2 separate regions of the Mus musculus genome follow, and region 1 is linked to region 2. A link is a contact called in public Hi-C data. All regions are on one chromosome and are shown on one strand. The core of a region is the stretch at or near the end of the contact, and the rest is flanking DNA. Distances in the headings are between cores, read along the strand shown. Region 1 has its middle 16 kb from the start of Gm41335. Region 2 has its middle 45 kb from the start of Gm30113.

What was found. Hi-C and Micro-C count contacts between places; a contact is called where the count stands out from the background.
Region 1: a Hi-C map of uterus shows a contact between it and region 2, with 7 times the contacts expected there. The contact joins two enhancer-like sites. A contact is called at or near these places in 2 of 484 Hi-C or Micro-C datasets (both in uterus) and 1 of 115 datasets of contacts at active chromatin or transcription factors (astrocytes).

Annotation. Positions count from the first base shown.
Region 1 is chr15:63,338,745-63,342,633 of GRCm38.p6, forward strand. No RefSeq gene overlaps it. Among named protein-coding and RNA genes, the nearest start is that of Gm41335, 16 kb to the right of the region's middle. Within about 2 kb of position 1,822, at least 70 of the 459 cell types and tissues checked have an H3K27ac peak or open chromatin away from gene starts, as enhancers often do. A contact at or near this core is called in uterus, where this site is marked.
Region 2 is chr15:62,906,923-62,910,572 of GRCm38.p6, forward strand. No RefSeq gene overlaps it. Among named protein-coding and RNA genes, the nearest start is that of Gm30113, 45 kb to the right of the region's middle. Within about 2 kb of position 1,534, at least 5 of the 459 cell types and tissues checked have an H3K27ac peak or open chromatin away from gene starts, as enhancers often do. A contact at or near this core is called in uterus, where this site is marked.

The DNA of each region.
Region 1 (3,889 bases), core at 572-3,071, 430 kb after region 2:
ACAGGATATTTTGTTATAAATTTTTGAAAGATAAAATAAGCAAATGGTTGCTTATAGGTAATTATGTTCAGATTACAATCTGGCAACATTTTCCAGAAGTGTCCTGGACAACTGATCTCAGAAGTCAAATAATATCATTAGATATAATGTTCAAACTGAAGCTATGTTTTTATTGAATTTCATGAGTCATATTCCTTTCCTGTATCAGTTATAAATTTTACTATTATATTCACTTTGCATGATCTTCACTATCTAATTGTGGTCCTAAAGTTGATTGTGTACTATACTCATTGTTAGGGATGGTACGTACAAGTTAAAATTGCTATCCTAAATAAATATATTATTCTATAAATAACTAGAACTTTCTTTTCTAAATTAATATATAAATAAGCATATGTATACCTCTAAAAGCTATTTGCATACTTTTATAATCTGGTGTCATATGGTAAATAAATGAATAAAAGCATGAAATAAAATAAGTAGCATAAACTATTATTGGTGTACTCTGAACAGTAAGTCTCATATTAACATCAAGTTCAAAAGAGAACTTACATCATCTTTAGGAAAGATTTTAGAGGGCACGTAGGTCTTCACTGGAGTCATTTGTAAATTTGTCAGAGAAATTTCATTCACATCACATCAAAATTTCTTAAAACTATTTAAAGAAATCTTATTTAGGTAGTTATTTATTTAACTTATTTATTTAGTTTATGTGTATGAGTGATTTGCCTGTATGTAATTTTTTTCTGTGTGTGTGATGTGTGTGTGTGATATATGTGTGTGTGATGTATGTGTGTGTGTGTGTGCATGTGTAGTACATTATGACATTATGTCTGGTGCTCATTGAAGTCAGGAGTCATATCCACAAAATTCTAATTACAAACATTTGTGAGTTACTACGTAGGTGCTGGGAATTGAACCTGAGTCCTCTGTAAGAGTAGCCAGTGCTCTAAACTGCTGACCTATCCATTTCTCCAGCACCTTACAGCATTTTCCCCATATTTCATCTGACTTTATCACCTAGTTGCATCCAAGAGTTTCTTTGTAAATTCTTAAACTCTGAGAAACTCTGAATGTGTGCAATTTTTCTCCTTCTAGCTTCCCTAATCTGTCAGATATGGGACTTTCTCATAAGGCCCTCACTCCTTATAATGACAATAAAATAACCATTCCCTGCATCTTAGCTCCATCTGTTTACCCTTGCCTCCATCACCATGAGAAAATTGCTGGGATCTTGATTAGTTAGTATTTCTGTCATGTAAGGATACACATAAGCTCATAGAATGGGTGTCTCCATGTGCACTTGAGTCACAGAAAGCATTCAAACAAGAACAGTGCTATCAAGCCTTGAACTAGGCAATAAAATTGGATGTTCATATTATGTACACATCCCTATTGTGCATACTCTCTGATCCTGAATGCTAGGAATTTGGAATCTACATGTTCTGTCACATTCTCTCCTACCTTGGAAATGTAGTTCCTGAAGAAAAGAGCCACACTGAAGCCTAAGGAACCAATAATCAGTTGCTCTTTCTAATTGAGCACTTCTCTTTGCTTAGATTTTGGAAGAAGCATGAAAATGATTTACTGATTTAGGAACTGGGTGGAGTGGACCACAGAAAGACAAATCAAAAACATCTGGAATGAACTATTTGAGAGAGAAACGGGGAGGGAAAAAAAAAGTAGAGCTTTCAAATGAAACGAAGTACAGATGATTTGGCCAAATTCAAGCCAAGCCAAACACTCACATTAAACATTGCACTTGGGTCTGGTTCAATAGCAGGAGCCGGCAAGGGGGAGCCTCAGCCAACACTGCATCAGAGGCACATTGTGGAGGGAGGAAATGAGTTTAGTCAAGCCAGCTGTGACTTCAAAGCCGTGGCTCTCCCAGAGAACAGTGGGAAAGGGTTCCCCCTTCAGTGAAGACTGCAAAGTTCATCCAAAGACAGTCCGAAGGGAACTAACTCTGGGAAGAAGCAAATTGCATTCCACACTCTAAATAATACTTTCCTTGCATGAAGTGGTGGTGACCATCTATTTAAAGAGACAGAAAAAGAATGAGGAAGAGGTGATAAGGAGACGTCTCTGATGCACATTCCAGGACACACAAAACTGGTGTGTCTGTGTTTGCTTTTCAGCAAAGATAGGCATGTCTTTGCATGAGTCATGCTTCCAGCTATGTGAAAGGTGACAACACAGGATTTCTCTTCTGAAAGATTCCCATGATTTCTTTCCCCTCTTTGAACTTCTAGAAAACTAATATTTCTTTCAATGCATTTCCTCAGTAAAATTTTATCAAGAAACCCATGGTGGGTTAGGTGGGGGTAAAACAAAGATAAGCAAGGAGAAGCTAGACATATAAACAAAGGCTTATGGTATTGAACCAGAAGCCCCTGTTAGAGCAATGGTTCCCAGAGAGTAGTCTCCTAAAAGGTGAAAGCAGAGGCAAGAACAGCACTGGGGTAGGAAAGTTTGCAAGCTCTAGCCTCAATGCACTGAATGAGAAGGTGCAGTTGGTTTATTGAGCTCTCCCATTGATTCAGATAAGTCTTAAACCTGGGAAACCACTTTTATAAAATAGAAACAGAGGCTTCTGGAGCAGAGAGCCAGTACTACTGAGCCAAAATGGAGATCTTCTACCATGTACAAATCATGGGCTCATCTCCAGGTTAGAATTCTATAGGTGGCCCTCTGTCAATACACAACCATGAGCCTTTGCTTCTAAGTAAACTGCTAAGATTCAAAGGTAAGGAATTATTTATTCTACACCCTCCCCAGCCTTCTCCTTCCAGCTCAATGACTCTCAACCTGTAGGTCATGACCCCCAAAGACCAATATCTATACTGCTAGTCATAACAGTAGCAAAATTACGTTTGAGGGTCACCACGACATGAGGAACTTTATTTAAAGGGTCACTGCATTCGGAAGGTTGAGAACTCACTGTTCTAGCTAGCTTCAGGTCCAGTTCTTGGATGATACAGCTTTTAGAACTTACTTTGAGACACTAATTCTGAAAGTTTACACTCCTCAGGAAATCTTGGCAAGCATGTATTTGCAAAACTTTCCAACTCTTGAATATTCGAGAAGAATAGTGGTTATCTCCTTGAAGCACTCACTGGATGATTGGATCTCTACTGGATGATTGGATTGGCATCCTTATCAAGGGTTTTCTCTTAGTATGCTTGGGCACCTCCGCTGATGAAGATTGCACTATCTCAGGCTGCAGTTTGCTTCCTTTGAGACAGCTCCTTTTAGAAAGCACTTCCTTCTTCTGGGCTGAGCACTGCCATCATTTCCATTCCATTTGTTAGTTATAATTCTATCCCTTGGGAACTCATAGCAAAGATACTTACATATTAATGTGACATTCTTCAAGTATTTGAAGTTAATAATTATGTAGCATATGACATCAGTTAAACTCACAGACTCTGGAAGCAGACGCCCTACATTCAAATTCTTGTTCTGCCACTTAGAAGTCTGTGACCTCAAGAGAGTTATTTACTTGCTCTTTACTCCTTGGTCTATATTAAAAGATATAATAATACCATTACATCAAAGGGCTTTTATAAGGATTTCAGGAATTAATGTATGCATATAAGCCTGGAATACTGTAAGTGCTCTAAATGTTTTAGCTATTATTAATCATCATCATTACCATAAAGATCTTGTCAATTCTCTGACCTCAGCCACATTTCTAATTCTATATTTATTCACTCTGGGACTTGAATAATTACATATGTTTCAGTGAGATCTCCTAATTTTCATTCTACCCCATCCATAAATGTGAGTGGTCAGTTGGGACCACATGAATTGTCCTGTACACTGTAATTTTAAAAAGGAGTAATGTATATTCCCTCTAGCCTTGGCATTAAAATCTTCTACTCTACTT
Region 2 (3,650 bases), core at 284-2,783:
CCTATACTAGGACATAGAACTTTCACAGGACCAAGGGCCTCTCCTCCCATTGATGACTGACCAGGCTATCCTCTGCTACATATGCAGCTAGAGCCATGAGTCCCACCATGTGTTTTCTTTGGTGATTTAGTCCCAGGGAGCTCTGGGGGTACTGGTTAGTTCATATTGTTGTTCTTCCTATGGGGTGGCAGACCCCTTCATCTCCTTGGGTACTTTCTCTAGCTCCTTCATTGGGTATCCTGTGCTCCGTTCAATAGATGGCTTTGAGCATCCACTTCTGCATTTGCCAGGCATTGGCAGAGCCTCTCAGGAGACAGCTATATCAGGCTCCTGTCAGCAAGCTCCAAGGGCACCTTTTAAGAATAACCCTTGTCCTGGCTAGTTTTATGGCAACTTGACCCAAACAAGAGTCATTTATAAAGAGGGAAGACTAATTTTGAAAGTGGCCAGATTGGCTGGTGGGGCATTTTCTTGACTGATGAATAATCTAGGATGGCCCAGCTCACTGTGGAAGGTGCCAACTCTGGGATTGTGGTTCTGGGTGAATTAAGAAATTAGGCTGAACAAGATGTGAGGAGCAAGCAAGTAGCCAACGCTCTCCCGTGCCTTGTGCTTCAGGTTCTACCTCAAACTTTCCAGCTTAAGTGTAACTCTGACTTACTTTTGATACGGCAGTACAATGTGGTACTGTAAGCTGAATGAACCCTTTCCTCCCAATAGAACACTTAATTAAGATGACTCTCTTCCCTTTCCTTCTTCCTTGCCTTTTTTTACTCTCTATCTTCTGACCAACTTTGGCATTTGGTATTCCTAAAGCACCATCAAAGACTATACTCTAACCTATATTAAGCTATTGCTTAAAGTTTATCTAACCTTGTAGACTTCACTTCCCTTCAGTCTTCTTCAGAGATAATCCCATGATCTGAGAGGAGAGAGCATACAGCACAAGTCTGGCATAGCTGCCTTCCTTGTCCCAGGTCTCCTCATGCTTCTGTTAAATAGGAGAAAAGGAGAGTATTGGCAGACAGTGGTGAATAATATCTCATGGGGGTCTTCCTTATTAGAACTGACTGATCCAATTGAATAACCTTACCTTTCCACATGCTGAGGGATTAAGTGATGGTTTCTGTGGTTCATATTCCTCACATTGTCCCCTGGACCCATTTCCTACATGGACATGACACTATAGAAGTACTACTTTTGATCAATGCTTTGGGACCATAGAATGCTCTACATAGATCTAGTACATTTCAGCTTTTCCTAAGAGTGATGAGAGATTTGGGTTCCCATTCAAGTTCTTAAAGGATCCATAGTTCATTGTGTGGCTTTTAGCAAATTATTTCATCTCACCAGGAATTAATTCCCTCGATGACTGGACGAAAACCTTTAATCATACCCTGGATGTTTCCTGGGACTGGTGTCTGAGATTGCTTCTCTCTTTGCATCTGCCATGGAGTTTTCTGTGTACACTGTAACCTCAGGGACAGTCGCTGAATCTGCAGTGCAAGCTATCCTAAATATGGCAACATGAAGCCATTTCCTGTTAAGTTTCTCTGGAAGCATACAAAAGCAGAGACGGTGACTTCTGAGCTAAGCACCCCTTCCCCCCGCCCCTCCACACATCTATTTGAAGGAGGATGGGATGGGAATGCTGTGTCAGACAAGAATGAAAACGTACCACACAAGTGGAGCTCTCCACTAATCCAAACAAAATGACTAGGGTGGATGGTCAGAGCCTGAGCAATTTTAATGCAGGCATGAAGATAGGCCACACAGTTAGATCAGAATTTAAATAACCTCACTTCACATGCATTTTCTAGCTCCTTTCACAACTTCTCAAAAAACATTCAAATGTTCCATTTTTGGGAAGCAGATGCCCCTGAAAATGAAGACCATTCCTCTATTGTCTTTCCTTTTCTACATTTTCCAGTTAACTCTTACTTTCCAGAAATGATCTTGGCAGATGATACATGTTCTGTAAAGGGAGGGAAAGAGACCCACTGTTTTGGCCTTACTCTCCTGCAGAATGACATAACTTGTTAAGTGATGCTCAGGGGAGGGCTGAGGCAGGGAATTACAAGGATGTAGCACACACTACAGATGGTTGTCAGAAGCCACCTGAGGATTCCCACCCAGCCAGCCAGACTACTGAGTGAGTGTGTTGGTTTGATTTCAAACACCATTCTGGCCTCCAGGAACAGAATGAGGAATAAACAATATACTTCCTATGGAAGCAAAAGTTCTACCGCATCTTTAAATAACTTGAATGGGTTAGTCTAGGTTTATTGCTTCTTTAGAGATCAGCTAAATTCTTTGATATTTTAAAAAAATTTTCATGCATGTGTACTTTTATTTATATCATTCTTTCCTTATTCTGTCTCAATTTCTCTCTGGCTGCTTTCTCACCTTGCTCTTTTTCACTGTTTATATATATATATATATATATATATATATATATATACAGAGAGAGAGAGAGAGAGAGAGAGAGAGAGAGGGAGGGAGGGAGGGAGGGGAGGGGAGGGGAGGGGAGGGGAGGGGAGGGGAGGGGAGGAGAGGAGAGGAGAGGAGAGGAGAGGAGAGGAGAGGAGAGGAGAGGAGAGGAGAGGAGAGGAGAGCCTTAGTGCAGACACCCTGGTCCTCTGGTTCCTACAATCTTTTTGGACCCTTTTCTACAATATTATCTGAACCTTAGGTGCAGGAGTTATTTTGTAACTGTGTAACTTGCAGCTGGGTACCCTGTGTTTAGTTGTTCTCTACATTTTGGCCAGTTGTGGTTTTCTGTAAAGATCACTGTCTGCTGCAGAAACATTCTCTAATGAGCATAAGGCTGGGCTGGAGGACATAAGCTAAGTGTTTCAATACTCCAATGCTGGATAAAGTCTGCTTACTTACTTTACATGTGACTTGAAGAATGATTTAGGTTGCTACTAAGGAAAACAGATATTGATTCTGAAAATATGGGATGAATTTGCTTGTCCAAAGAATGAGGTGAGTGAAATCATGAGTGAAAAATGACTTAGAATATAAGAGTTCAGATTTCTGTGCAGTGGATTATAACATAGATGAAATAAGTCAGTAAGAACCAAGCTAGGGAAGAATGTAAGGATATTTACAGGTATGGGATACTGGATAGCCAACCTGATGGTCTCATTCAAAGAGGCTTTATTGGCTAAAACAGTGAATGTCTTAAAGAGACCCTTCACTTTCTCAGTCTTTCTGTGTCTATATGAAGTTTTGCACTTTCATATTGCTTTTGAGAATACCTTCATGTATATTCACCTTTATATCTTCTCTTTACTTATTCTTCAGTACTGTGCTGTGTATACATCAGTCCAAGTGAATATCAAGATATCTGTTTATCTCCTAAAATGTATCAGAAGTATCTCTGTGACTACATTTGCATAGATAGTTTCATTCCAGGTTCTAATTGTATGAAATTAGAAAATTGTATAAAATTGGGAAAAAAATGTCTCAGTTACATTTCAATTGCTGTGACAAAATGCCACAACCAAGGCAACTTACAAAAGAAAACCATTTGGAGATCATGGTTCCAGAAGTTAGTGTCTATGACCATCATGTTAGAAAGCATGATTGGAGGCAAGCAGGTATATCACTGGAATAGTCACTGAGAGTTGACAAGTGATCCAGAA